Linked DNA regions of Mus musculus: all the other regions are linked to region 6. Evidence: chromatin contacts called from public Hi-C and HiChIP or PLAC-seq data. All regions are on one chromosome and are shown on one strand. The core of a region is the stretch at or near the end of the contact, and the rest is flanking DNA. Distances in the headings are between cores, read along the strand shown. Region 1 has its middle 52 kb from the start of Gm33958. Region 2 overlaps 1700029N11Rik (RIKEN cDNA 1700029N11 gene). Region 3 has its middle 61 kb from the start of Gm29676. Region 4 has its middle 22 kb from the start of Gm29676. Region 5 overlaps Gm33958 (a long non-coding RNA gene). Region 6 holds the start of Jarid2 (jumonji, AT rich interactive domain 2).

Region 1 (4,908 bases), core at 1,701-4,200, 380 kb after region 6:
ACTCCTTTTATACTCTCTCTCATCCACACACCGCAGGCCACGCCCCCTCGCCAGTCACGAGGCTTCAGTTAATCAGGGCAGCAGGGGCAAATCTCCACCAAATTGGATTCACCTGTATCCTGGTACACCTGCGCAGCACTCAAGATGTTTGTGTCTTATATGAGGAAGTCAGGTGCAAGTCATATGACTTAGCTGCAGTCCCTGGCGCCTTTGGGACTGCCGCCACACCCGCTCCCCACACTCCAAGGGAGTCCAAAGGCCGTGGCAGTGGCTTGGTGGCAGAATGCTTGCCCAGCAGCTATAAAGCTTAGGTCAAATCCCCAACAATGCTAAAATAAATTGCAAATTCCTTACCCTGTAGTATGAGTTGAATTGCTTCTTTTTCTGATACGAACTAACAAACCAATCTGTCAAACAAGTTGAAGACCTAAATACCTGTCTGTGTGAACTCATTTGGAAATAAAGCCTTTGAAGATGCAGTTAGTTGGATACATCCTAAACCACTATGGCTGACATCCTCATAGAAGGGGAAAATTGGACTTTGAGAGGCAGATGTATATTAAGGAAGATGCTCTGAAGGCATGTTGTGAATGCCATCAACAGGCCTTGAGAAGCTAAGAGACAGCATGAACCAAATCCCCATTTGAAGCATCATAAGAAACTGTTATGCAGCCTTCTGTTACTGTGACAAAATACTCGAGGAAGACCATCTTAAAGAGAAGAGGGAGTTGTCTGGGCTCACAATTTCAGAGGTCTCAGTTGATGGTTACTTGGCCCAGTGGCTCATGGTTTCTGTGCACCCAGTGCTATGATTTTTGGACCTGATAGAGAAAAACTGCTCACATGTAGCTGTTGGGAAGGAGAGAAAGAGAAAGGCCTGCCTAGCTATAGCTTTGAAAGGCACATAGTTAACGACCTACTTCTTCCAGCTAGGCTCCACCCCCAGACATTTCCATTACTTCCCCAGAGCCCTGCATGCTGAGGACTAAGGCTTTTGCAGAGGAATCTTGAGGGACATTTTAGTTTGAAACTACAACAGGAGCCAGCCTTATGGAATGATCCCTTCATCTAGAGCTCCTAGTCTATGGAACTGTTAGTAGATTTCCCCTTGTTGTTTAAGCTTCCCAGTTTATAGTATTTTTGCTTCAGTAGCTCTAGGGCAGGAATACATTGCCTACAATGTGACATGGGCTCATAGTCCTCTTCCTTCCCGTGGAACTGTACTATGATTTTAGTGTTTTTCCACTAGGGTAGCACTAAAGCTGTCCCAAACTGTACAAGGAGAAGCTCATGCATAGAGGTGAATTCATACCTCTCTGGCTGTTAGAATAGGCACTTATTGACATTTAGTGGAGGAGAGGCTGGGTTACTAGACACTTCCAAACACAAGATCAACCTTATACAACACTGTTGTTGATGGTCCCATAGGGACCACTGCACTAAGACTGCTACTGATGTTCCTATTGGGAGCACGGCACTATCTAGCATGGCTGCATTATACAACTCTCCTTCAAGTCTAAGTTCTCCTTCATACTTGTGTGTAATCTGTCTCTTCTACCTAGAACACTTGCTTGTCCCCTTGCTTGTCCCAGAGTTTCAAGTGCTCTGGGACACTTGCAATCTGCTCAGTGAGGCTCTCCATGACTGCAAAGTATATAGTTGGCCACTCCCTTTCATAGCAGCCTTCCTATGTCGATGCTGTCGGGTTTGTCCATCTCCTTCCGTGGAAGCCGAAGCTCGGTGGGGGTAAGAAGCAAGAGTGGCCTCTCTCAAGATCCAACGTAGAGACTGGCATCCTCTCCGGATTCATACACAAATGCAGGGTCATGCATGAGTTAGCAGTTCTGGTGCTAGAATATGTGAGAACCTAAGGACTAGGGATGGAGACAAGGAAGAGGCCAAAAGAGACAGGAGCAAGTTGGTATGATGTGTTGGCCGAGGCGAGAAGGCACTGATAGGGTAGCGGGTTCCCCGAGACTGACTCTCATGTACCAACGGAGCTCAGTCCTACAGAGATTTTGGTGGGACACTTTGTTCCGTTTCATGCTGTGTGAAGCTTGTATCTTGCTTGTGAACCTCAAGATCTCCAAGATGGTGGACATGGGAATGAGCCTGGCTTCCCTATGGTTTAGAGTAACCCATGCATGACAAGTTGCCCATTCATTGAGTTATTAGGAAGGTTGGAGTTTGGAAGGGAGGGCCCAATTATAGCTGAGTGTAAAGTTTGGAAAGAAATATCCACTCGCCCTGGACCACCTCTTCTTGTTCTGGTGAGAGCTGGGCACTGCTTGGCTGGGAACGTCTCTGGTGTGTCCATGTTCACCGTTCAGGCATCTAGAGTTGCTTTCACGTCTGTGATAGAGTATCAACAGCAACAACACAAGGGAGTAAGAACGTTTTGTCTCAGGGGCACAGTTTGTCATGGTAGAGAAGGCATAATGCCTAGAGTGGCTTACCGCTGGGGCAGCAAGAGTCTATAAGTGGTTGCCAGTCAGGAAGCAGAGAGACAGACAGGAAGTGGGGCCAACCTGTAATCTCAAAGCTAGCCCCAGGTACCATGTCTAACAGGTTTCGTAATCTCCCTGAACAGTTGGCTGCCAAGAGCTCAAAAGCATGAGTCCACGGGAGACATTTCATATTCAAACAATAACAAGAGACATGGTTCTTTTTGGAGAAGACAATGTATACTCAGCAAGCCTCTCCCAGTACCTTCAAACTGGGTCATATGGTGCCTGAAGTGAGGCTGTATTTTTGAAGCCAGCGGTAGCCCAATTTTTCCTGCAGAAGCTCTCAGTTTTGCTCCGTTTTTCTTAGATAAAGTTTCGTTTTTTCCATTCTGCTGCACACTCAGAGCTTTGGAGCCCAGGGACGCTGCCCCTGAGTTGGGCGAAGGACGGCCTGTGTTGTAATTCTACTCGGCTGCTAATTTGCTGGGTGACCTGTAGTGTTTTACTTAACCTTGTAAGGGCTTCAATTATTCCATAGAAAACTTGATGAGAGTGCGCTGTTCCCCGGGGCACTGGTGCTGGTGAAAGGGGGGAGGAAAAAAGAAACAAACAGCAAACTGTGCCTGTGTCCATGCAGGAGAACTTTCCCAGGCTACTCTCTTGTTCTTCATGCTGCTATTTCAGGTCTCCCAGGCCCATTTCTTCTCAAAGCTCTTCACATTTCTCGTTGCTTTCCCTAACTTTGCTCGTTTACATACTGAGCCCACAATCTAGTACAGTCAAGGACTAATTCTTTTATTCATTGCTTCATGATTTTTTGTTAAGTTGCCTCTTTTGGAAGAAAGTGGTTTGTTGAGAAGGGGAAAATCCCATTGGTATATATTACAATGGAATTGTGGGTATAGTTTTTTTTTTTTTTACATACATGTTTGTATTAAGAGTCAAGAAAAGGTGACATCGAGTATAACCATGATGGGAAACATTATGGAGATTCATTTTTAAAATTAAAAAGGAGGGCTACTATGTGGTTCAGAAGCTCCACTTCTGGGCATACATCTGGAGGAAATAGAATTAATACATAGGAGAGAGATATGCACCTCCCACCCCCATTATTCATTGTGGTACTCTTAATAATAGCCAAGACATAGATTCAACTTAAGGGCCCACTCACTTTTGAACACACCAAGAAAACGTGTTATGGATACAATGGTATTTCATTCAGCCATGAAGAAGAAGGAAGCCCTGTCATTGACAATAATATGAAAGAACCCTGAAGACATTATGTTAAATGCCCTGAGCAAGCATGGAAAGACAAACTCTACATGAAATCTCTCATATGTAAAACAGAACACTCGGGCAACCAGAGGTCGCCAGACCAGAGGCTGGGCAGAAAAGGGTGGGGAGTAAAGGACAATGGAGTTATTGGTCAAAGGGGCAAAATTTCAATAGACAGGAAGTGTGAGAACAAGAGAGCTATTATTCAACCGTTTACTACAGCTACTAGTTTATTGTGTTTCTGAAAATCTCTAAAAGAGTAGATCTTAACTGGTCTCAGAACAAAAGGAAAAAAAAGGAAGCATATGACGTCATAGATATGTCTATTAGTGTGACTTAGCCAGTCCTATGTATATCAGGCTCAAAACATGATGAACTCCATAAAGAAACAGCCCCCCACCCCCACCCTGAGACAGGGTTTCTCTGTGTATCCTTTGCTGTCCTGAAACTTACTCTATAGACCAGCCTGGCTTTGAACTTTTAGAGATCTGCCTGCCTCTGTCTCCTGAGTGCTGGGATTAAAGGTGTGCACCACCACCACAAGGCTAAAGATACACATTTTAAAAATGTATCACGTATAAGAAAATTCAGTACCTATGGAGGCCTGGCATGCGTTCTTTCCTCAGAGTCAGCCTTCCTAGCTTCAGGATTGTGTCAACCCAACCTTCTGGTCTCTGACACTCTCTTAGGGCCACCTCACAGGGATTTGCCCACTAGCCTAATGTGAGCTCCAAGAGGGCAGGAGCGGTGTGTGTCCAAAACCTAACTCAGTGGTTGGTACATAAGAGATGGTCAGTATGTTTGCAGAATTCCACAAAACTCCTCTATTTTCCAATCAAAAACTTGGGTGACCATTAATGGGGAACTGCAGAGTACAACCTCTCGGCCCAACTTGGAAACACATGTGTTGCCATGAACAGCCAACTCTCAGGAAGTGGTAGGAGATAGAAAGAGAAGTTTCAGGTGCTTCCTGTAGCAATCTAGACTTGGTTTGGTTTGGCTTTCAAATATTGAATCTGTGTAGTCCTGGCTGGCCAGAAACTTGATATGTAGCAAGCTGCTCTTGCTTGGGCCTCCCGAGTTCTGAGATTTAAAGGCATGAACCGTGATGTCTCGCCTTGTGATCCAAGTGTTAAAGATTGAAATGTGTAGAGAGTTAAGAGCTTAAGGGTCTAGAATTCTTCGC
Region 2 (4,457 bases), core at 82-2,581, 280 kb after region 6:
AACCAGGGCAAGACTTTATTGTCTTCATAATAAAACAGAAGATGAAACTGGAAATGGGATGTCTTGCCCCTCTCTCTCCTTAGCCCCTTTCAGTTCTGGATGCTTCTGGTTTTCAGTTGCTCAAATTCTCTCAGATCTGTGGTTGGTCTCATTCCACTCAACATAGCCTTCTTTATACTTTTAGCTCTGGTCTTCTCCCCCAACCCTCTTCCCCAAACTCCAACCCCAGAAAATTGGCTTAGTCTGTCCCTGAGGCCATTCTGCGCCACGTCCTGAAGCTGCTCTCTGGGCATTCACTGCCTGGTACTTCTTGCACTGCCTTACTTAGGGCACTGGTGATTGGCACACTTCTTACTGGGCATAGGACCACCTATCATGTTCGGGATGGGGAAGCAACGTTCTTCTTTTTAACCAGCATGTCCCAAACGATGCCATTAGCCAATACAAATATTTTGGAATTTATTCACCCCTTTCTGTGATGGTTGATATTGATTGTCAAATTGACAGGGTCTAGCTTCCCTGGGAGACAAACCTCTGGGAAGGCTATGAGTTTCTAGAGTGGGTTAATTGAACTTGGAATACTCACCTTAAATGTGTGTGGTGCCATTCTATGGCCCGAGATCCCAGACTGAATAAAAAGGAGGAGAATAGCATCATTCATCTCTCCCTGACTGTGGATGTAACAAGACCAGACACTCTGGGATCTTCTCTCTGTGGCATCTGGCCGCCATGATGGATTGTAAAAACAATCCCTCCTGCTTCCACCAGGTATTTTCTTGAAGCAACCAGAGAAGTACCAAGTGCAGTCTCTGCTTAGAAAAGTAGACAGACAAAGCCATGTTAGCAAGATCCATCTAACAAAATCAGCAAGATAAGTTCAGATATAAATTCTCCACCCCTAAGAGGCCCGTGTGTATTTCTTGACCCAGGGAATGAATGCCTTCTTTAGTTATTTTCTCTCGTTTGTATAAAATCTCTGTGTTGTAGCACAGTGTTCATCATGCGGTAAATAAATGCTCAACAAATATCGGTTGGTTGAATGAATTAAATAGTGGTGTTTTAAGGCAGGACTTTAGCTTTCTAGAAAATTCTGCTCGTTCCTCTAAATGAGTAGGACGAAGAAGATAACTTTAAAAAGTGTCAACACAGACCAAAGTCAGGTGTCAAGTTCACACCTTGAAAACAAAGGGACTCATCATAGACTAGCTCAGACTTCAGTGGGACTCTGAGAAATCAATCGAAACTCTACAGAAAGGAATGAGGCACAGCACAGAGGTTAGCTGGTGCCAAGATCCAAGGGCTGAAGGAAGGAGAGCCTTGCGGATGGCCAGGTGGTTAATGGGAGCAGATGTTGTGGGGGAGGAGCTCTTGGCAGGCCTGCTGTTAGAAAGAGCAGGCTTAAGGTAAGAAGTTTATCCATAAGAAGGTGAGATTCTGGGTGTTTGTGAAGCAGCTCCTTTGCAAGATTTGGGAAAGGGGGTTCCTATGGACGCTATTGTCCTTCATCCCAGGGCAAAGAAAGAGAATCTTTACCCAAGGAGGAAGCTGGCCTCTCCTGAGTGACTGTCCCCATTTTGCTGTCACTCAGCATCCCAGGCAGTCTTAGAAGAGTGGAATGTGGTAGGACAAGCTTGAATGAACAAGCCCCAAACATTATGAAGCTGTAGCACAGCCTTGAGCTCTATTTACACAAGGGCGGGGAGACTGACGCTCTCTGTGGTTAGTTGACCAGCCCCCTTCTTCCTTAGCTGGTCTCCACTGGACTTTCCCCTACACTGATCTCAAGTTTTGTCCCGCATGCTCACGACTTGGCTTCTCTGCTCCATCTTCATCTCTGCCTGAATCTGCCATGTTCTTGTGTCTGCTGCTTTTCTTGACGTAATTCCTAAAAGGAAGAAACTTGAGGTAGGAAGGGTTTACTTCAGATGACAGTTGCAGAAGATCTGGTCCACCCTAGCGGGGAAGGCAGCAGGCAGATGGTCCCAGTTAGAAAGCAGAGAGGTTGAAAAGACCCTGTGTTAAAGGTTTGGGCCTCAGCTTTTGGTTCTTTAAGGGGTGGAACCTATTGGGAAAGTTTAGGTTAGTGGAGGTTTGATCTCAAAGTTCACCGGATGCCTGTCTCTTCCTCTCTTTTTCTAGTCGCTTCCTGGCTATCAGGGGGTGAGCGGATTGGTCTAGTGTGTGCAGATGTGTCAGATGCCTATGGAATCACCGTACTTTTTATTATTATTATTATTATTACTTTTGTGTTCACATCTTTCTTAACCTCTTTCTCTTGGACCCACCGTATTAATCCTAACTGTTAGGTTCTTTGACTTTCCATCCTTCCCCTCCCCTCCTCCCTTCCGTCCTCCCTCCCCTCCTCCCTCCCCTCCTCCCTCCCCTCCTCCCTCCCCTCCTCCCTCCCCTATCTCCTTTGTTGCCACAGTAACCTTTCTGAAACAAGTAGAATCACTGTGGTTTTGCTGAAAAAACAAAACAAAACAGAACAAAACGAAAAACCTCCCTATTGCCTGGTCACCACCAGGCAGGAATTGTCTCCCTGTTTCACCCTATCTCCATCAGACCCTTCCTCCCTGTGCTAGTTTTATGTCAACTTGACATCAGAGAGGAGGGAACCTCGATTAAAGAAATTCCTCCTTAAGAGGAGGCTGCAGGCAGACAAGCCTGGAGGGCATCTTCTTAATTAGTGACTGACGGGCGGCTCAGCCCATTGTGGGTGGGGCCATCCCTGGGCTGATGGTTCTGGATCTTATAAGCTGAGCACGCAGTGGCGAGCAAGCCAAGTCAGCAGCCCCTGCCACCAGGTTCCTGCCCGGCTTGAGTTCCTGTCCCGCTTTCCTTTGATGATGAACAGGGACGTGGAACTGTGACCAGATAACCCCTTTCCTCCCCAAGTTACTTCAGTTGTGGGGTTTCCTTACAGCAACCGGAATCCTAACTAGACACCCCCACCTTCTGCTCAGAGCTCCACGCAGACATATCTTCTGTACCCGACAAAGCACCCCAGTCCACTCTCTGTATTTATAATTGTTTTTGCTCATTTGTTTTGTTCTGGTTTGGCCTTCCTCTTCTGCAAAACTGTTACACAGGAGATTGCCCACTGCCCAACTCACCCTTCCTAGCCCAGCTCAGAAGCCCTTCCCCATTCTTTTAACATGTTTTAAGTCCACCCACATCTGGATAAGGACGCTTAGTGGGCATAGGTATCGTCTACAATGTCTCTCTTTGTAGCGCCTGGTCCCAGCCCGGAGCTCGGCATCTCTATGATGAATCCTCACTCAGAATGTGTTGGTGGCTGAATGAATACAGACCTCATTCTTCTGAACATTTTGTTCCCTCCCCGAAGACCCCATCTTCATAATAACTTTGCCCTCTAAGGTCAAACAATTAGTGGAGTATTCCCTTCTCTTTCTCTGCTGGGAGGGTGACAACTTCCTTATTTCAAGAGGGAGAGATAGCAGGGAACAAAATAGATGCCCCTGGCCTTGCTGCCCGGCTCCTTTGTCAGCCCTCAGCAATATGTTCATGCTGGGAGGACATTATAGCCAGAGTCTGCTATGCTTTCTTTCTTCTGGGCCAGGTGATGCGACCTCAGACATGCTCCTCTCAGACCCTGTAATCATGGCCACCACTATGGTAGAGGAGTGGTGGGCTAACCCTCTCTGTGATTGGGAGTGAGTGTGGATTTAATCAGGTTTTTGTCTGGGTAGAGGCAGATATTAGAATACCATCTGTTTCCAAGTCTTAGCTTCAGACTGCAATCGGCTTTACACCGAGATAATGCAGATATTTTATCCTCATCTCTCTGACTCAGACTCTTTTAACCGGTCTCAACGCGGAGCTGGATTGGCAGAGCCTGGGCAGGAAAATCACTTGCTTTTCTAAAACCTAATACCTAATTTATGAGTCTACCAGTGAGGGGTCGGGAGTTACACAAGTCTCAGCTATCTGAAGGAAGGGACCATGAGCCACAAGAGCCATGAGAAAAGCTCTTGCTGTATAGAGCAAAGGGGTACCCGGGACTGAGCCCCGTGGATGTTAAATGCCTTGTGCTGTTTAAGTGAGTCTAGTTTAAACTAATGGATTCAGAGAAGGGACCTGGAAAGAAATGGGTTTTTCATCTTCATCTATCACATGGGCAAGGGCCAAAAGTTTAGTAGCTTTCTGTTGAAGAAGATTTGGGAAACAAGTAACCTCTTACACTGGGTGGGCGAAGCCTTGAAAATGAAAATAATGTATGCTGGCAATTTGGCAGCATCTATTTAAATATGTATGAACTTGGCCTTTGACCCAGCAATTTTGTTTTTAGGAGTCTATAGCATGGATGTACTCGTATGTGAAAATGATATTATGCATGATATATTCACTACCGTGGCATTAGAAGTCCTCGAATTGTCCGACAGTTGGGAAAGTCATCAAAACGATGGTGACACTGCTTTAATTAATGTTTTACT
Region 3 (4,402 bases), core at 1,022-3,521, 410 kb after region 6:
GATACATATAATCAGCTCCAGGATATCCTGGGCTGTGTTGTGAGAGCCTGTTTGAAAAGTAAAAACAATAGTGAAAACACACAAAACAAAACCTAATTGGTAGCTTAATTGACTGACAGCTTTAATGGATTATAGTCTTATCTGACAGTCTTTCTTTTTTTTTAAGATTTATTTATTTATTATATGTAAGTACACGATAGCTGTCTTCAGACATTACAGAAAAAGAAACCAGGTCTTGTTACAGATGGTTGTGAGCCACCATGCAGTTGCTGGGATTTGACCTCAGGATCTTTGGAAGAGCAGTCGATGCTCTTTACCACCGAACCATCATTCCAGCCCCTGACAGTCTTTCTTTTACTTTCTGCAAAATTATTTATTCAAGAAACATTTTCCATTTCATTTTTTTATAACAAGATCCTAGAATAGCACAAGGAAGAAGCGAAAGTATGTTTCCACCTCTTTCAGGTTTTTAAAAAATGTTTTTACTATGATGTTTTACTGCATGGATGTCTGTGTATCACATGCATGCTTGGTGCTCCCAGAGGTCAGAAGAAGGCATTGTATCCCCTGATACTGGAGCTAAAGATGGTGTGAGCCATCTTGTGGGTGCTGGGAATCAAACCCAAGTTCTCTGGAGGAGCAGCCAGTGCCCTTAACTACTGAGCCATCTCTCCAGTGCTGTTCCCGTTCTTGGTCATTGCCTTGGAATCTAAAACATTGGTGACAATGGAATTCTAGTTATCGAGTCTAAAATCACTTGAGTTCAAGTCCCAGCAAAAGATGAAGGTCTGGAGCTGTGTCCAGGTCACAGCCACCAGTGCTAAGACCTCAGAGAGGGGAAAATGGACAATCTCTGGCATCTTCAACTTGTGGCATCTTTGTGTCTAATGTGGAGGAGAGGGAAAGAAGAAAAGTAAAAGTCTGCATGTTTTTGAAATATTGGAACTGTGCTCAAGAGGGGACTATTATGAAGAGTTATCAGTTTAGAAGCTGTGGAGCAGAGGACCATGGGGTTCAAAGCTTGTTTGTGACTGGGAACCACAGTATGGGTACTTGCTTTTGCAAAGTACAGTAGGCTGGAGGAGCAACGCTTCTTCTCCCCGACTTCCAAAGGCTTGACCTCTTGAAGCAAAGGGAGAGAATCCTTTGCCTTTCCCCAGACTTTGGTGTTTTCAGATTGTGATGGCCAGTTCTTTATTGACAACTTGATTAGATTTAAGAGTGTCCACAGCATAAGAGAGGCACACCCTTGTTGTTGTCTATGAGGTTATTTCCAAAGATTATTAACTGATCAGGGAAGACCTACCCTGAAGGGCTGGTGCATGCATGTGTGTGTGTGTGTGTGTGTGTGTGTGTGTGTGTGTGCATGCACATGCGTGTGTAAGTATATGTGTATGCCAGACTGAATATAAGATGAAGAAGGAGGAAGCAATTTGAGGACCAGCATTTACGTTTCTCTGCCCCCTGACTGGAGAGGCCATGCCGATCAGTTGTCTCCCACGTTCCCCCTTCCATCCATGGCTCCAGCATTATGAACCAGCTGTATCTTCTAAAACCATAAGTCAAAATAAATCCTTTCTCCCATAGGCTCCTTTTGTTAGCTAAAGTAATGGATGCACTGGCATTCCTTGGGTTGTAGATGCATCTTTCCAATGTCTATCTCCATGGTTCTCTTCCTGGTGTCCTTCTCTCTCTCTCTCTCTGCTTTTTTCCAGTCATATCGGATGTTGGCTCTTCCCTGATCAAATAGAGCCTTATCTTAACCGATTACATGTGCAATGGCTTCCTTTCTAATTGAGTCACATTTGTAGGAACTGGGGCTTAAGACTTCAATGCAGCTTTTGTTTGGGGGTGGGGGGTGGGGGTGCAATTCAGTCCATGACCCATGATGTCACCCGGACCCTCATCCCCCACATGGAGGTCTGTAATCAAGGGCTTCTGGATTCACTCACGTCCCAATCACAGCCAACACATGGCCCATGAGTAAACAGGGCTCCACGGGAGAACCCTGGTGACTCACAGTGCCACTATCAGTCAGCATGAAGGGTAATTAGCAAGGGATTGTCATCTAGAATAAAGCCACCCGGTTCCTCTGTAAAAATGTGTCAGAGGGTATTTAGAACCATCATGGTCAGCCCACTGCTACACACTGCAAATTACACACGTCTTTTTGGTGTGTGTGTATGCGTCTTATTCATAGTTCTTCCTGTGCTCCATTTGCGAGGGCGGTTGCTCACCCACTCTCATTTCAGCACCGGCCTTGCGTGCTTCAAAAGCTCCCGATGTCCCGAACACCCATACATCTTCCTGTCACCCTGGTTAGTCATCTGCTATCACTTTTCTTTCGTTTTGCTCACGTAAGAAGTCATGTTTTTGCTCAGGAGAAAGTGCCATGAGAAAACGTTCGTTCTGATCATTTGGCGACTCATTCCACTCCTTTCTGATGTTTGTAGATGTGAGAGGGAAATCCCTTTTGAGAAGAACCTTAATGAAGGTCCCAGGGGAGGTGGGGTGAAGGAGTGCAGTCAGAAAGTGCTCACACCATCCTGCCGCATTTAGCCATCAACCAGGGAGTACGTATGGCTCCAGCTGCAAATGTAGCAGACGATGGCCTTGTCAGGCATCAAGGGGAGGAGAGGTCCCTGGTCCTATGAAGGCTGGATAGATGCCCCAGTATAGGGGAATGGAGGGCAGGGAGGTGGGAGTGGGTGGGTGAGTGGAGAAACACCCCCATAGAAGCAGAGGGAGGGAGGATGGGAGAGGGGGTTTACAGGAAGGGAGGGGAAACTGGGAAAGGGGATAACATTTGAAATGTAAATTAAAAAAATCCAATAATTTCTTTTCTAGAGAAGGATATCATGGTTCTAATGCCCCCTGGGATCACAGAAGCTGGTCTCCTTCTAAGAGAATGCTTTTTAGTGACATCACTGTCCTCCCCGCTTCTGCTGGCGTTGTTCTGCATAAACCACAACAAGTCAGACATCAGATGAGCATTCGGCTCTATTCCTTTATGAATCCAGGCCTCAGACTGAGTCTGTTATAGCTGAAATGAAGCTGAGTTTATTCAGTTGAGTACCAAGTCCCTCCAAGGAGTGGGAGGGGTAAGTTACATCCCTTTAAAAACTCTTTGTTGGAGTGCTAACTTCTGGCACCTCAGAAGGCGACACTGCTTAAAATGAGGGCATATGGGTGATCCATCCCTAAGTCAGTCTAGTATCCATATAGAAAGAGATTAGGGCATAGACCTGTGTCAAAAGAAGATAACTTGATGATTTGGGGGAAAGATTGTCATATACAAACCAAGGAGAGATTCCAGGGATGCCTTGTCAATTCCTTGATCTTGGACTGGATTCCAAAGCTATGAGGAATATATTTTTTTTAAACATTAAGCCTCGTAGCTTGTGATATTCACTACTGCAATGCTAACTGTTGCATGCAGAGCGAGGAGGGTTGAAAGTAGCCTTTTGAAAGATGCCATACTTCCTGTTTTTAGCTTCTTTTCTCATTGTTGTAAGGAAAAAAAAAACACCTAAAGAACAGCATAAAGGTGGAAAAGATGTGTTATGACTGTTGGTTTCAGAAGTTTTGGTCCCATGTGATTGGGCAGAATATCCTGGTGTCCAGAGCAAGTGGCAAAGGACAGCAGCTTCAATCCGATAAGGCAGGAAGCAGAGAAGGCAACACTATGTTTGACCGTAAAGATGAACCATCATACTTACCCATGCCCCCTCCAAGTCACATCCTCCCCAGTGAGCAAGCACACCAGACCATCCTACCTACCCACCCTTCCTCACCCGCAGTGAGTATGAGTACCAGGCAATCATACCTACCCATGCCCCGCCCAACTCCACCCCCAGTGAGCATGCGCAGTAGGCCATCAACGTTTTAAAAACTCTTGGTCCAGTCCTAGCTTTTACGATACCATGCTGTGTTTTAGGGAGAAAAGATGAAAGACGCTAACCTACTACTTCCTTTCATGAATGCAGTTTAGTCGGAATGCCAACAGTGGTGTCAACTCTATTACCATTTTCTGCAACACCAGAGGAGAGTTTTCTAGTTTTTTTTTTTTTTTTTTTTTTTTTTTTTAGCTACAAAGACGGAAAAATGTGATCAACGCAATCCAACCCAAGTGTAATTTCAGCCCCTTTCCTCCTGTCATGATAAGCCAGAAGTATGGGTTGCCAGAAATGGAAAACAGCTTTCTCCTCAGCCAGATGATGGTCGTGTTCAAAGTGCCATCCGTTTGCCATGTGTTAAAAGTTAAGCATTGAAAACAGACCGGCTTACTTCGCTGAAGCCGTGGGCTCTTGGAAGCCAAGGAGACACTTGGAGGCATTGGGGAAGAACTATGGAGATGGCGTTGCTGGCAGGGTAAACAACGTCTTCTCACAAGGTTTTGAGG
Region 4 (4,893 bases), core at 678-3,177, 450 kb after region 6:
GATAGTCAACCTAACTCAACATGGTTTCCATCAGGACTCAGAAACGATGGGTTTGGTAGTTACACATAACTTTTGTTATTTCTATTATGTTTTTCCGAAGTGTTTAACTTGTACACTCTTGCTTTATCAGTGTCATTTGAAAAGTCAATAAGAATTCTGTTTTGTTTTTTAAACATCAGTCTCATATAGCCCAGGCTGGCCTCAAATTTCTGATCTTCCTGCTTCTGTCTTCCAAGTGCTAGCATTATAGGTGGTGTACCACCACCAATAAGGGTTTTAATTTAACTTTTAATATTTCTATACATAGGTGATGTGTGTATGTGTATATGAGTGTGTATATTTATGTGTATATGTGGGCTTGTATGTGTGTTTATGTATATATGTGTAAGTGTGTGTATGGCGTATATATATCTGTGTATATGTATTTGTATATATGTTTGTATATGTATGTGTATATGTGTACTTGTGTGTATGTGTGTGTGTGTACACAGATGCACGTGTCATGGCATTCACATGGAGGGCAAAAGACAACCTCAGATGTCAGTCTTTGCTTTCTTTCTTTGCTTGAAACAAGATTTCTTGTTCACTTTTGGGTACACGAAGCTCATTGGCTCCCGAGCTTTCAGAAGTCCTCCTGTCTCTGTCTCTCATCTCCCCATAGGAGGGCTGGGATGTTCACTACTGTGCCCAGTTCTACATGGGCTCTTGCAATCCAATTGGAGTCTTCACACTTGCATAGCAAGCTACTTGTTCACTGAGCCACAAGTCAGAGATTTCTAACATGTCTGAACAACATAAGATTTGCATTTAGAATCATTCAGAAAGGAGAAACTGTTTTAATCAATGCTGCTTCATGACCTATTGGTATAGCTTCATCATCCTGCCTTATAATCCAATTTTAGTCATGCATTTAACTTGAGCAATACTAGTGTTGAACCCATATCATAATCATAATATCTTCTACCAAATATTACCATGCCCTTTAATCTACTTGTACCATAAAGTAATATTTCTTAATCCACTTTAAAAATTCTTTACTTCTGTAAAGATAAATGACTTTCCCAAATCTTGGGTTTGGCATGCAGTAGAGCTTGAATTCACACCCAAGTCTCTTTTTTATAGTCATTTTGAGTATTATAACTTTACTGTCTGAAATATGTACTTAAAACTTCCTTTCTTCCCTCCCACCATCCCCTCTCTTTCCTTCCCTCCTCCTCCTTCTCTTCTCCCTCTGACGATCCTGCCTCTCTCATTGTTTATGGAGACAGGGTCTCTCACTGTAGTCAGCCTGGCCTCAAACTGTGCAGGCTGGCCTCGAACTCATGGCCCTCTTCCTGCTTAGCCTTTCAAGTCCTCACAATTTCAAACACACTATATCCCTAACTGGGCTTCAGTAGTCACGTTTCAGTGCCAAATTTATTTCCAAAGGAATGCGCCTCTAATTTTATAATGGCACGTATAAATGAGAAATAAGGGGCTTATGGAATTTTGCTTCCCTGCCAACTCTGTGGGAGAGGCGTAAAGAGTTCTAAGTCTAGGATTGGAGCACAGACACAAAAGGCAGCAGCTGCTGTTTCCTGTAGGAGGCATTTGGAGGATCCTGACAGGATCTCACAAACCCCGGGCTTTGCAGCGGGGCAGTTATTGAAGGTAGAAGACAGGACACATCCTACACCCACAGGATGAGTTGACTCCTTTACTCAAGTCCTGTGGGCGACCTAAGTAGTAACGACAACACCATGTGAAACTAGGATGCGGCTCCCATGTGATCTTTTTCCTTTTATATGAAACAAAATAAGAGAATTCCAGGCCAATTTTTCCAGCGCTAAAATAAAGATGCCAGAAATAAATGGCAGCTGTTTAGCCATGTACAGCAACACCGTACAACAGTTCGGGACGGGAGGCAAGGATGAATTATGCTGATAGGCTGTGAAGTGGCGTGTTATTTGTGCCTTTTTCTTCCAGCCATCCTTCTTGCCTTCTCCATTACCCAGTCATTTTTAAATGATTCAACTGGAAAAAAAATGCAAAACGGCTCAATCCATTCATTTTCTTTATGTGCCCTTAAAATAAAACACCAGAGCTGTAATTTGCTAATCATATTTCATCACTTGTGACAATCGCTGCATCCAGCTATGGTTGGGGAAGTTGCTGAGCGTCTGCCTGGCTGTCATTCTAGGAGGAAGGCCCATTTTGGCAACAGAAGAATGTGTGGACAAGAGCCATTCACAGCATCGCTGATTCTATACCAAAAACGTAAGGCCCGGGAGAGGTTTGTTTTATCTTACAGCAGTTCTCCGTTTCTTTATGTCAGTGATGTATATTATTAACCTAGATGCTCAAAACAGTGTTTTTATCCATCCCATTGGATGAAAGCCGCGTGAATTGTATAAAGTGAAAACTTCCTTTTGTGGTGGTTCTAATTTCATCGGAAAATATCTGTATGGGTGTATCTGTTATTGTTCTCTCTGCTGTGAGCAAAAACCTGGTGGGATGCAACTCAGGGGAGGAAAGGTTTATTTTGCAAGGGTCTGAGTGTCGGTCTATCCTGGCAGGGAAGGCCTGGCAGCAGGAGGCTGCCTGCTTGCTTATATCATGGGGGATGGTGACAGAGAGATCAATGCTGGCTCTCAATAGGTTTCTCCCTCTGTGCATTTTTAGTCTGTACAGTACCTGGAATGGTGCCATCAACATCCCAGGTGGGTCTCTGCTCCCCAGCTGACCCTTCCTGAGTATTCTCACAGACACGTGCAGAGATGTCTCTCCTAGGTGACAGATGACGAGTTCAGTCAGGCTGTCTGTAAAAGTTAACCCTCACAGTCAGTGACTTCAGCAGTGGTCCGACTTCAGCAGTGGACTGGCATCGCGGTAAGTAGCCAGTGTGCTTGACACCTGATTAGTCTGTGATGCTGATGCTGCGGTTGACATCTCTAAGAATCCATCCTTTTCCTCGGAAGGCTGTCATACGCACGAACCTAACCGTTTTACCGGATGTTTCAGAAGACAAGATGCATTGCATTTAGTCTCTTGGCAATCTGAAGAGGTGGCCATCAATATGTCAGGGTTATAAAAGTGAGAGAGCTAAAGTTCAGAGATGTTCAAGCCACTTGTTAAGTTCCACAACTTAATGCCAGGTAACTGACTTCAAGTTCAGCCTGTCTCTCTTTGGAACACAGGGCTATTTCTCCGGAAAACTAAGAAGCCTTCACGGATGGCTGATAGATTCAAAAGTGCCTGTCAGATATAAGCCAAAGATGAGTTAGCAAATATAAAAAGGCACATGACCACAGAGCCTTGGGGTGGACAAAAAGACTGTCTCTTTCCCTTGGTTCTGGTTAAAAAGTATGAGCTCTTGAGAGCAGACCTTCAAATGGCATCCTTCCTTCTGTTTGGCCTGTGTAATTATTGGTGTGCCAAACCCTTTTGCTTTATTGAGAATGGAAAATTCACTAATTAAGTAGAGATGATTATGGAGAAATTGTTTCTCATCCTAACTTTATTGTCTAGAAAATCATAAGTTAAGCTGATCCAAAGTCTCTTTTTTAATCTTCTTCACTTCCTCCTTCCTCTGCTGTCTATAACTTTCTTTTCTCATATGTAGTTATCTGTCACATTAAAAATGGCCTGCATATATGACAGTGGCCCTATAAGATTATATCACTGGGTGAGAGACTTTTTAACAATGTATTTCTCAGAAGGTATCTGTGTCACCAAGTGATACATGACCTACTGGTATAGTTAAGATTATAGAATAAATGAAAGCACAATGAGTTAGTTTTCCATCGCTATGAAAAAAAAAACATATGGGACACTAAGGTTTCAAGGGAGTAGCTGTGCGTAGCTACTTAGCCTCATTGCCTTTGGGCCTATGGTGAAGCAATGCCTCATGGTAGGAGCATATAAGTAGTGAGAATCCAACCTTGTTGCCACTAGCAACCAAAGAGAGAGACGGGAAAGGGCTGTAGTTCCAATATCCCCTTCACCTACCTGCTCCCAGTTAGCTTCACTAGGTCCCACCTCTTCAAGGTTCCACCATTTCATAACTACCATACGCTGGTATGGTACAGGCCAGACCCTCACGCCTGGGCCACCAGGGGAAGATTCTCAGTCCAGGCTGCAGCATGTGAGCATGTCGTGATGGGAGGCCCTGTCAGCAGCCTTCGCGATGTGACACCAAACTCCCTCCCAACATACCTGGACATGAGTCACCGTGGCCAGCTCACACTGACTGTCCAGGCTTTCACGGAAGTCACTTTCTCAGAGATGTCTTAGGAGGTTGGACTGGCAATGGTGAAGGTTACAGCTGTGCATGGAGATCAAAAATGCTCTAGAGCCTGAAGAGGATGGGGTTCTGCCACGTCTTGCCTGTGGGGACAGGTAATCTGTGGATATTTGTTTCCTATTGAGTCACTTTAAACACATGAACATTATGTGACATTTAAGTCGGAAACTGGTGGAGGGATTCTGGTACCAATGACAGTGGACAGTGGATGTGAAAATTCTTGTGTAGACATGACTGGAACTACCTCTGTACTCTCACTGTACCCCAAATCTCCCTTGGCTACAGAGCTTATGTCAGTGTCTGTTTACTCATCCGTTTTCCTTCTTTAAGAACAATGGCCATTGTCCGTACCAGCAGTACTGATATTTGCATGGGATGGGTGCTCAATAAATAAATGCTAGATGAGGATGGGCAATGTTTACCAAGCATCTGCTGCCTGTCACTGCCTTCCTAGTAGTGACTCTCTTCATCAACAAAATGACTTTCATGTCACAGAGTTCAGGGATGTGGAGTACCTGGCTGAGGTTGTGTAGCTGAGGAGTACGTGGGATGCAACCTGGGTCTTCCCACTTGACACGTCTCCTAACTCTAGGCTCCCACAAGACACTAGC
Region 5 (4,356 bases), core at 136-2,635, 350 kb after region 6:
AAACCAACTCTCTGGCAACAGAATGTGAAGCTAAGTTTGGGATCCTGTTGAATCCTCACAAATCTCCAAAGTATTTTTCTTTCTTTAAAATGGAAGTTATCTATATATTTACCATTCTATTCACTGTCATAAGGAGTTTGGATGTCAATGGATAACCATCCTTTCCCTTTCTTCCTTCCTTCTTCCCTTCCTTCTTTCCTTCCTTCTTTTCTCTTTTCCAGTTATGTGGTCCAAGCTCTTCTAACTCACCATGCATCTCAGGTTGGTCCTCAACTGTGTAATCTTCCCACTCATTCTTTCAAGTACTGGTGTAACGGGCCTGTGCTACCACACATGGCTTTGTACAGACAGGAAATCAAAACCTGAATCAACAGATTTAGCATTGATGACAAAGCAGCTTAACATTAATCCCACGCATGCTGGTTCATGTTTCTGTCCTCAAGCTGACCATGGAGCAGAACTGAGTCCCAGTGATGCAACTGTCCTTTCGATAGCCTGAATTTATCTTCATCTCTTTTATCTGTTAAGATGACTATTTGATGGATTAATGTTAATAAAGTTTAAAAATACCATTTATTTAGCATTAGGTGTGTGAGTCCCTGCCTGAGTACACCCATTTCACAGAACACATGTGGAGGTCAGAAGACAAGGTTTGGGAGTCAGTTCTCCTCTCTAGTCACATGGATTCTTGATATCAAACTCAGGATTCAGGCTCGGTGGGCAGCCTTCACCCGCTGAGCCATCTCACTATGTTCCCCAGGCAGAGCAACATAGCTTCTGCTATCAGTGTTAGACAAGCTCCTTCACCAAAGGCCATCAAGCCAGGACAGTATGGCTCTGGATCTTTATGGGCCAGGCTGAAAGGGATCTCTCTGTTCTCGAGGCCGGAAGCAAGCAATCCAAGAGCCCATCTTCAGCCAGACGCATCTCTTCCTGTAGAAAGGGAGTCAGCACATTTTCAAAGTGTTCCGAAACAGTCAAATGGGAGTCATGTTAATTTGGTGTAAAACTTCATGTGGCGTATTACTAATGCCAAAGAACAAAGCAGAGAGGATCTGGTGACTAATTACTAACAGCACTGTCACTATTTTATGTAAGTGTGAACAAGGATCATATGTTTCTTATAGTTGGTCCTTGTTGACGCTCTCTGTCTCGCTGGTTAAAGCGTGATAATGAACAGCAAGTAGAACACTGAGAGCTGCTGCGGGCTCCCCTCGGAACAGTATTTTGTACTCGCGCCCAGAGGTTCTGGGGGCCACGGACGTTCTTTAAATACATGCAACAGTTGAACACTGGTGTTTTAAAGCAATCTCACAGACTTGAAGCAGGAGAGCCTGCTGTCCCTTTAAGGGGAGGCCGCTGTGATTTGGTACTGCTGCATGCTGTGGCAGAGACAACCAGATGGAGTCACGGTGCTGTCCCAGGAACTTGCAATTGCTGAGAGTCCTAGGTCTTGCTACAGAAATAGAACACATGATAGAACTTAGCAAATAAAAAGCTATATGCTTTCAGGGATTCCAGGAGGGGAGTGGGATTTGATATTGGTTTAAGACCAGAGCAGTGTCCATGAACACTTGGGTTGGTTTTCTTTTATCGTGTGTGTGTGTGTGTGTGTGTGTGTGTGTGTGTGTGTTTGTGTGTGTTGAGGTTTGAACCCACTTATGGTAAACAAGTACTCTATTGCTAACTTACATTCATGTATGTATGTGTGATGTGTGTGATGTGTGTGTGTGTGTGTGTGTGTGTGTGTGATGTGTGTGATGTGTGTGTGTGTGTGTAAATACTTTTTCTTTAAGGTCTCACTAAGTTACCTGAGCTGTTCTTGACCATGCTTCAGAGCTCAGGTAGGCCTTGAATTTCCAGTCCTTTTGCCTCAGCCTCTCAAGTAGCAGAGATTACTAGGTTATACCATGAGGCCTTCTCTAGCTTATTAATACTTTAAAATGATGTTTATATTTAAGAATCTTGAGGAGACTTAACACTCAGGACAAAACAAAACAAAAGAAAAATCCCCCCACCCTTCCAGACAAGACCTGAATGCTCGTGGAATAAAGGGTTCCTGAGCAAGAGTTGGTGGTTCGTGTGTTTAAAATCAGAGAGAAGGTGGCAGGGTAGGTGCTTTATACCTTAGATCCCAGTATTTGGAGAGCTGAGGCAGGAGGATCTTGAATTTGAGGCTACATAGGTTGTCGCAAACAATAAACTCCCAAGAGAAGAGATGCTAAAGATGAAGGCAGAATAATTTAAAAGAAAAGACTTGAATCACGGAATCTCAAAGTGTGCTCTAAGGGGACCACAAGACAATTGTTCTGTCTGTCATTTGCCCGATGGGGTGCAGGGCTGTTAGGAGCTTTCAGCTGTTTAAAGGAAGAATGGGAATTAGGTTGGCCTCCTAAGCCTCCTCCTGCCCAGTGAATGGAGAGGTCTCTCCTGATGCCACTTCCTTAAAATCTTTCTCACTTCTGAGTCCGTCCCCACCAAGACAGCATCTCTGAGAGGGATCTCTGATCTCACTCCTTGAGACATCATCGCATTTATTGTCTACTGTGGCTTCATCTCACATACCTTGAGCTTGAAGGATGCTCCAACCACCTCCTCTGGCTGTGGACTGGACTCAGAAAACCTGGTTGTGTTATTTTCCCTGTCAAGTCACAGAATCCCATAGATCTGCTCTTTTATTTATAAAGTTAGAAGAATGGCTGGGTGATCTCTCAGGGCTCTTTCAGCTCCAAATGTCTAAGATTCTATTTAGACTCATTTGAAGAGCAGACAATGGAAGCTATTTTTTGGTCAGGCTGGTGACTGCCTTTTTATATGCAAATGTGAACTGTGAATCCCAAAAGGGACTGTGGAAATGAACTGCCCCTAGTGGAGGGTCATGGACCTTGATGGATGGACAATACCAGCAGGCAAAGTAGGGAAAAAACCGAGAGGTCATTGAACCAAGTGGAATTTCAATGAAGGGGACGACAAGCGAATGAGGTAAACAGAGAACTTGAGTCAAGTTTATTGAGTCCTCTGGCTGAGGTCATGATGGAAACCAGATTGCCGAGTTTCTCCAAGTGTATGCCAGTATTGCAATAGGAAAAAATGATTGGACGGTAATATAAATTTTTATAACATTGGGGGAAACAAGGTTGCGTTGATGCCTTAAGGCCAGTTGTCTGAGCTTGTGACTTTTCAGAGTGGACAAGGGCTCTTAGGATGTTTCATGCTTCCAGGGGTAACAAAAAAATTGGCTTTTGTGGTCATTTGAATGAGATATGCCCCTCATAAGCCCAGGATTTTAAACCCTTGATTCCTGGTTGGTAGTACTCTGGGGAGGGAGCCTTACTGGCAGAAGTTTGTCAAAGGGAGCAGACTTTGAGAGTTCGTAGCCTCACCTCACTTCCATTTGTTCTCTCTGCTTCCTGCGTATCTATGGAGATGCTGTCAACTTCCTGCTCTGGCTGTTTGCTCAGGATGGATTCTGATCAGCCTGGAAGCATACACCAAAAATGAGCACTTTTTGTCTATATGTCGTTCTGGTTATGGCATTTATCCCAGCATTTAAAAGTAACCAAGACAGGGTTACTACTTTTTAGTTACTTCCTGAGCTGTAAATGATACACAAAGCAAGCTATCCTTACACTGAAGCAAGACTAACACACACACACACACACACATACACACACACACACACACACACACACACACACACATACTTTACAAACGTGATTGCTTTTTGTGTGCAGTTTAAAACAAGGTCTTGATGAAGACATATAGGTTGTTCATGCTGGTAAGGCCTTGAGATCCTTACCTTGAGCCGCACAGATATACATTAGCAGTGGAATGGATGCATGTATAGTCTTTTGTGGAATGCAAACCACTTGCTGTTTCTCTAATAAAGTGATAGTGCCAACCCAATTTGTCAACTTTCCCCCAATAGATGACAGTTCCTTAACCAGGCATGGTAGCACAATCCTTTAATCCAGACGCTCTGAATCAGAAGGATCAAGGTTAAAAACTTTTGCTTGGCTGTGGTAGTGGTAACACAACCAACCCCAAGCCCTAGTGACTTGATAAGTCTCACGGTAGAGGAGTGATTAATTGCCATCACTGACTTTATTTTATATCACCTCTGGGGATGTCTAGGAGTGTGTTTCAGGGTTAACTGAGTGTGATAGTCTGGGTTGTACACTTGACACACCTCAGTTGAGGAGTTGCCTCCATCAGATTGGTCCTGATAGTGATTCTTGAATGATTACTGATGACTGGAAAGCCTAGAACAGTGTGGGCAGAACTACTCCTGGGCAGGTGGGCCTGGGGCCTATAAGATAGGTAGCTGGGCAGTAAGTAGCATTCATCCATTGGTTT
Region 6 (4,594 bases), core at 444-2,943:
CCCATTATACACTCCTCTCTAACCAAAAAGGAAAAATATTAAGACCAAATCATCGACCCTAGTTAAATAAAACTTTCTCATAGGGTCGCATTGTTCTTTATTTATCTTCAAGGGCCTTTTTTTTTTCTGGGGGAAAAAAGTGTACTTTGCTCTAAAGCATACGCAGCTAACCACCGGATCACTCGAGTGCATATTTGGTTAATCCCCTGGTTTCCCTCTCTACTCCCTCCCCCCAAACTTACAAAAAAAAAAAAAAAAAAAAAAAAGCCACTACACAAAACAAAAACACTCCCTATGCCAAGCAAGACGCTGCTATACTGTGCACAAAACAAACCTAACCATCACAACCCAATCTCAGAAACCCAGTTTTCAGGGAGAAATTATTCGTATTAACATGCATTCACTCAGGCACACATATACTTTTACATGAGCTATGTTTTTCCCCTCAAACTAGAAACCATGAATCTTTAGAACCAAAACCAGCCTCTTTATAAAAGTCAATACCAATAAATGCATTCCCAGTAACATGATTCCCAACTGGGTCATGTTGCAAGCTAGATAAGCCAAAAGGGCCACATATATTAAATGATGTGCCAGTGCTAGAAGATCGCCATAATCGTACTCTGGATTGCAACTTAGCTTCCAACACACATACCTTACACGATTTTCCAAATAACACTAATAACAGGCTCATTTGTATGCAAAGTGCAATATGGGACCAAATCCGCCCGAGAATGCAGTTAGATCACTGCGGGGGCCCCCACACACAGAACCCCAACCTCCACCAAAACCCCTTGCCTTTCACCAAAACTACATCAACGTTGTGTCATTCGAGGTCAATTTATATACTTGAGGTATCTCTACACCAGTCTGTTTTCTCAACCAAACTAGGCAGACACGACTTTGCCTGAAAAGCCCTTTCGGAAAAGAAAGAGCTTTATCGGACGCTGTTTAAAACCTTTCAGCTGCAGAATTATCTATAAACTTGACATTCACAACCATCGCTTAAAACTGCAAGCCAAAGGATGTGTTGTTAAGAGCACTTACGTATTTCTTCTGAATGATATTCCTCTTGGGTCTTTCCTTGCTCATTCTGAGATCCAAATGCTGATTGCAAAAGGGGACAATTGCTTCATGAATTTAAAGCCGTCAGAAATTTGCAAAAAAATATCCTGGTGGTTTTTATTGTTGTTGGTGGTGGTTGATCTTGTAATCCGACTTTTCTTCCTCTTCCCCCAAAACCAGATTCGCCTTGAAATAAATCCGAAATTGAGAAGGATAAAAGAAAAAATATAAAAAGAGCCAAAGACGAGCGAAGCAAACAAGAAAAATTCACTTTAGTAAAACACTCATAATGGAAAATTTCCCCCGAAACATACAACAGACACAAAAAAAGAAAAGAAAAAAAAAGAAGAAAAAAAAAAAAACCGACGCCCTTCACTCCCCCCCTTTTTCTTCCAAAAACTACATCAGCGAAACGTGAAGGTCCTTAGTATCTGATCTGTAGTTACATCTTGAAGAAGAAAAAAGGAAAAGATAAATTTAAAATGTTGGAAGTCACGTTTGTGCTGCAGCAGCAGTGCGAGCAGAAGAGTCAACTCCAGCGGCGGCGGTGGCGGCGGCAGCACCACAGCGGAGGGCTCGCCGAGTCTCTTTTTTCCAAGCCCCTTAACCAATGAGAGAGAGGCTAGCCAGCCCAACTTTAAATGGACTCTGCTTTTATACAAGTTAGGGCTCCTCGGCTAATTCGCCACCTCCCGCCAGCCGAAAACTCCCACAGCTGAGCCCCCCGCACGCCTGCCTAACCTCTGCCCACAAGCCCCGGCCCGGTGCGGAGAACTCCCGCAGCCCCGTCGACGAGACCCCGGAAAGGCCTCCACGAAGCCTCTGCGGGCCGCCCGTCAGGCGCCTCTCCCACGCCGAGCCCAGTCGTGGAATTGAGAGAGGCTCCCTAGCTCAATGCATGGCACGCTCGGTCGCTCCACCTCAGCCCCTTCCCCCCCCCCCCCCCCACCCGCAGTCCGCTCACCCAACAGTCGCCGCATGCAAACCTTCGCCACTGCCCTCACGTCTACCTGCAGCCGGGCAGCTGGGTACCAGTGCCCCAGGACGCCCGGCCCGGGGGAGAGCCGCCTATTCCCGGGGCACCTTAGAATAGTCCCCTTGATCTTCTGGAAGTTGTAGTCCCTTGACTACAAAATGGCTATGGCCACGGAAGCGAAGAACTACAATTCCCAGCGTGCCCCACGCCTCCTGTCACTCAACTCCCTTTTCCCCGATCGCTTCCCCCTCCCCCTTCCCCGGGCCCTGCCAACAAACGCTTGGACGTGTCCCGCGTGCGACACTGCTAGAGGCTGGCTCGGGATTGGCCCGCGGAGCGTGTGGTCCGGGAGCGAGGAACTCCCCACGCCGGCCCCGCCCCCCAGTCCCCTCCCCGCGGGGGCCGCCCTCCCGGCCCGGCCCGGCTCGGCCCGGCCCCGCGCGCCCCGCCCCGCCCCCACCCCGGGCGCGAACCGCCTGTGGAATCGAGGAATCGGCGCGCGAGAGCGCGCCCGCGGGCCCGCGAGGGCAAGCCGCCAGGCTTCCCGGGGGAAAGGCCTCGGAGCGTGGCGGCGGCGGCGGCGGGGGGCGGTGTCAGCGAGGGGTTGGAGCGGGTCCTCAGCCAAACTGGGCCACGCACCAAGAGGGATCCTCGCTCGGTGCGAACTCGCTGATCGGCAGCGCCCGCTTGCTTCAGCCGTTGCCGGCGGTGTCACCTCAGGACAAGCGCCCGTGTGCCGAGCAAGCGGGCGGCCGCTCGGCCGCCGGGGTGGTCCGAGGTCACGGCTCCAAGCCGGCCCGCGGCCGCACGCGACCCCACGCGCGAGGCAGACGCGGCTGGGGCAGCCTCCCGGCGAAAGCTCGCGGCCTCGTGGTCGCCGGCCCGCGTGCCCGCCCCTGTCCCCGGGGCCGACGCGACCCTAGGCCGTCGCCGGTGGCTCCGAGGTGAAGCCCCGCCGTCCCTGGAGACGGTGAAGGGGGTCTTTACCCTCAGGACTAGGGCTGTCCGCGACCGAGACTCCCAACGCCGAGGTGAAACCGTGAACGGAAAAATGGAGACCGACCCCCCAACACAGGCAGCCCGTAAGGAAGCGTCTCGAACACTGAGTGCCCGAGAGCCCAATGGTCTGTGCCCCGCAGCCTTACCTGCCCCAGCCCCTGCCCTGCCCAGGCTCGCCAGTCGCTCAGATCAATGGATCGCAGGCCCTGCTGTCGCTCTCGGGGGCATTCGCAGGAACTTTAGCACGGCTCCCAGCCTCGGCGCTAATTTCCTGGTTCTAACCTATGGTCTTCAAGGTCCTGCTTTTCAAATCTGACTGGCTAGCCTCAGGGAAGCGAAAAGGCTTGGAGCCTCTCCCATCCACCTGCAGACACACATTGGCTTCTTCCTCTCTCTCCTCCCGGGCAGTCGGTTCCCAAAACAAGCACTCCCGAGTCACGACCATTCCACTGTTAGTCGCAACAGGGCAACTTAGTCATGGTGTCTAGAAGGTTCTAAAAAAGCGAGTTAACACCTATGGATTCAGAGGTCACAGTGGCCACTTCAGACAAGTTGAGCGATGGCTTTCCTAAGCTGCTCAGTTTCCACATCTGCAAGTTGATTCCGGCCAAAGCTTATGGAGAGGATTATAAAGTAACAAAACCCTAGTTTAGAACCATGCAGGTTATTGGACTGTTTCATGAGTTGACATAAGACACCCTTATTTTTAAAAAGTTATACCTCATTATTTGTCTTATTTTTTAAGTTTCTAAAACTCATGTTCATTTTACAAGCAGAAAAATTAATTGCCTGTGTGTCTTAAATAATGCACAAATTGTTCACTGTTTCCGTTTGGTTGGAATGATCGAATACATTTCTATTTTACAGTTCAGTTTTGACCACCCAAGTGACTTTATGGTCGTCTTGACACAAGGTGCTTTCCAAACCCATTCGGATCATTACGACCTGTACACTAGAGGTGTCTGTTTCTCCACGTCGTTATTATTTTAAACAGCTTTGTGCAAATGTAATGTCATATCTGTCAGACCCCAGTCAATTAAATAAGAACAAAGGTGAGTTTCTGGTGGTTTCTCTGGACAAGTTTGGGGTTCTCAGTCCTAGGCCTGTGAAGTCTCCTGCTAGACTACCAACTCCAAGTCCCAGGCAAGTGTGAAAAACCATTGTTAGTTGAGGCCTAAGGGGGTGGTAGAGGAGGAATTTGCTCATTTCCATAAGGCTTAGATAATGCTGGTGTTGTTTTCCTTGAAAAGGAAAATGGATTGTCCTTTGTGGTTGACAGTCTTCCCTGCTGTGGGAATAACTATCTCCTGATGACTTCCAACCTCCACCCTCCAGGCCAGGCCAAGTATTAGCTTTGCTTCCCATCTTTTATTTTGTTAGGAGGTCTAATTTGCTTTTCCTTGTGATTTTTTTTAACTCCTGAGAGAACTAGGAATGGATTCCTTTGAACCACATGCTAGCACTGACGTCCTCTCTGAGGATGCAGAATCCTCTCTAAATTAGCACAGGACTCAACCTGGTAAGTGCAGGCCTGGTAAAGAACAGCCTAGAATA

What was found. A called contact is a pair of places that touch in the nucleus more often than the background predicts. HiChIP or PLAC-seq counts read pairs in DNA pulled down with a chosen protein or histone mark.
Region 1: an H3K4me3 HiChIP or PLAC-seq map of craniofacial prominence shows a contact between it and region 6, with 5 times the contacts expected there. The contact joins the enhancer-like site here to the promoter of Jarid2 in region 6. A contact is called at or near these places in 7 of 39 promoter capture datasets (the HPC-7 cell line, cranial neural crest, liver and 4 more), 3 of 484 Hi-C or Micro-C datasets (muscle stem cells and nephron progenitors), 25 of 115 datasets of contacts at active chromatin or transcription factors (DN3 thymocytes, acute myeloid leukemia, astrocytes and 17 more) and 1 of 9 other capture datasets (adipose tissue).
Region 2: a Hi-C map of rod photoreceptor shows a contact between it and region 6, with 3 times the contacts expected there. The contact joins the enhancer-like site here to the promoter of Jarid2 in region 6. A contact is called at or near these places in 18 of 39 promoter capture datasets (the 3T3-L1 cell line, 3T3-L1-derived adipocytes, the HPC-7 cell line and 13 more), 7 of 484 Hi-C or Micro-C datasets (the N1E-115 cell line, adipose-derived mesenchymal stem cells, cerebellar granule neurons and 4 more), 25 of 115 datasets of contacts at active chromatin or transcription factors (CD8 T cells, the SCID.adh cell line, acute myeloid leukemia and 17 more) and 2 of 9 other capture datasets (adipose tissue and pancreatic islet).
Region 3: a Hi-C map of Th1 cells shows a contact between it and region 6, with 4 times the contacts expected there. The contact joins the enhancer-like site here to the promoter of Jarid2 in region 6. A contact is called at or near these places in 13 of 39 promoter capture datasets (the 3T3-L1 cell line, the HPC-7 cell line, HPC-7-derived erythroid cells and 10 more), 18 of 484 Hi-C or Micro-C datasets (B cells, the C2C12 cell line, the N1E-115 cell line and 12 more), 28 of 115 datasets of contacts at active chromatin or transcription factors (CD8 T cells, DN3 thymocytes, Th17 cells and 22 more) and 1 of 9 other capture datasets (adipose tissue).
Region 4: an H3K4me3 HiChIP or PLAC-seq map of forebrain shows a contact between it and region 6, with 5 times the contacts expected there. The contact joins the enhancer-like site here to the promoter of Jarid2 in region 6. A contact is called at or near these places in 13 of 39 promoter capture datasets (the HPC-7 cell line, HPC-7-derived erythroid cells, cranial neural crest and 9 more), 19 of 484 Hi-C or Micro-C datasets (the C2C12 cell line, the CH12 cell line, the G1E-ER4 cell line and 13 more), 33 of 115 datasets of contacts at active chromatin or transcription factors (DN3 thymocytes, the SCID.adh cell line, T-cell acute lymphoblastic leukemia and 23 more) and 3 of 9 other capture datasets (adipose tissue, liver and pancreatic islet).
Region 5: a Hi-C map of muscle stem cells shows a contact between it and region 6, with 3 times the contacts expected there. The contact joins the enhancer-like site here to the promoter of Jarid2 in region 6. A contact is called at or near these places in 19 of 39 promoter capture datasets (the 3T3-L1 cell line, 3T3-L1-derived adipocytes, the HPC-7 cell line and 12 more), 1 of 15 datasets of contacts at CTCF or cohesin (CD8 T cells), 8 of 484 Hi-C or Micro-C datasets (bone marrow-derived macrophages, brain, cerebral cortex and 4 more), 32 of 115 datasets of contacts at active chromatin or transcription factors (CD8 T cells, DN3 thymocytes, the SCID.adh cell line and 23 more) and 3 of 9 other capture datasets (adipose tissue, embryonic stem cells and pancreatic islet).

Annotation. Positions count from the first base shown.
Region 1 is chr13:44,345,908-44,350,815 of GRCm38.p6, reverse strand. No RefSeq gene overlaps it. Among named protein-coding and RNA genes, the nearest start is that of Gm33958, 52 kb to the left of the region's middle. Within about 2 kb of position 2,950, at least 8 of the 459 cell types and tissues checked have an H3K27ac peak or open chromatin away from gene starts, as enhancers often do. A contact at or near this core is called in craniofacial prominence and second pharyngeal arch cranial neural crest, where this site is marked.
Region 2 is chr13:44,452,640-44,457,096 of GRCm38.p6, reverse strand. 1700029N11Rik (RIKEN cDNA 1700029N11 gene) reads right to left here. Exons shown (of 4, transcript NR_045489.1): 2 at 1,806-1,885; 3 at 587-809. Among named protein-coding and RNA genes, the nearest start is that of 1700029N11Rik, 15 kb to the right of the region's middle. Within about 2 kb of position 1,331, at least 27 of the 459 cell types and tissues checked have an H3K27ac peak or open chromatin away from gene starts, as enhancers often do. A contact at or near this core is called in the HPC-7 cell line, intestinal crypt epithelium, kidney and 1 more, where this site is marked.
Region 3 is chr13:44,319,105-44,323,506 of GRCm38.p6, reverse strand. No RefSeq gene overlaps it. Among named protein-coding and RNA genes, the nearest start is that of Gm29676, 61 kb to the right of the region's middle. Within about 2 kb of position 2,271, at least 27 of the 459 cell types and tissues checked have an H3K27ac peak or open chromatin away from gene starts, as enhancers often do. A contact at or near this core is called in CD8 T cells, the N1E-115 cell line, Th1 cells and 3 more, where this site is marked.
Region 4 is chr13:44,279,810-44,284,702 of GRCm38.p6, reverse strand. No RefSeq gene overlaps it. Among named protein-coding and RNA genes, the nearest start is that of Gm29676, 22 kb to the right of the region's middle. Within about 2 kb of position 1,927, at least 17 of the 459 cell types and tissues checked have an H3K27ac peak or open chromatin away from gene starts, as enhancers often do. A contact at or near this core is called in cerebellum, cortical neurons, forebrain and 2 more, where this site is marked.
Region 5 is chr13:44,380,495-44,384,850 of GRCm38.p6, reverse strand. The region is part of intron 2 of Gm33958 (a long non-coding RNA gene); the gene reads left to right. Among named protein-coding and RNA genes, the nearest start is that of Gm33958, 17 kb to the left of the region's middle. Within about 2 kb of position 1,385, at least 9 of the 459 cell types and tissues checked have an H3K27ac peak or open chromatin away from gene starts, as enhancers often do. A contact at or near this core is called in adipose tissue, heart atrium, muscle stem cells and 1 more, where this site is marked.
Region 6 is chr13:44,728,370-44,732,963 of GRCm38.p6, reverse strand. Jarid2 (jumonji, AT rich interactive domain 2) reads right to left here and starts at 1,693. Exons shown (of 18, transcript NM_001205043.1): 1 at 1,048-1,693. The coding sequence starts at 1,092.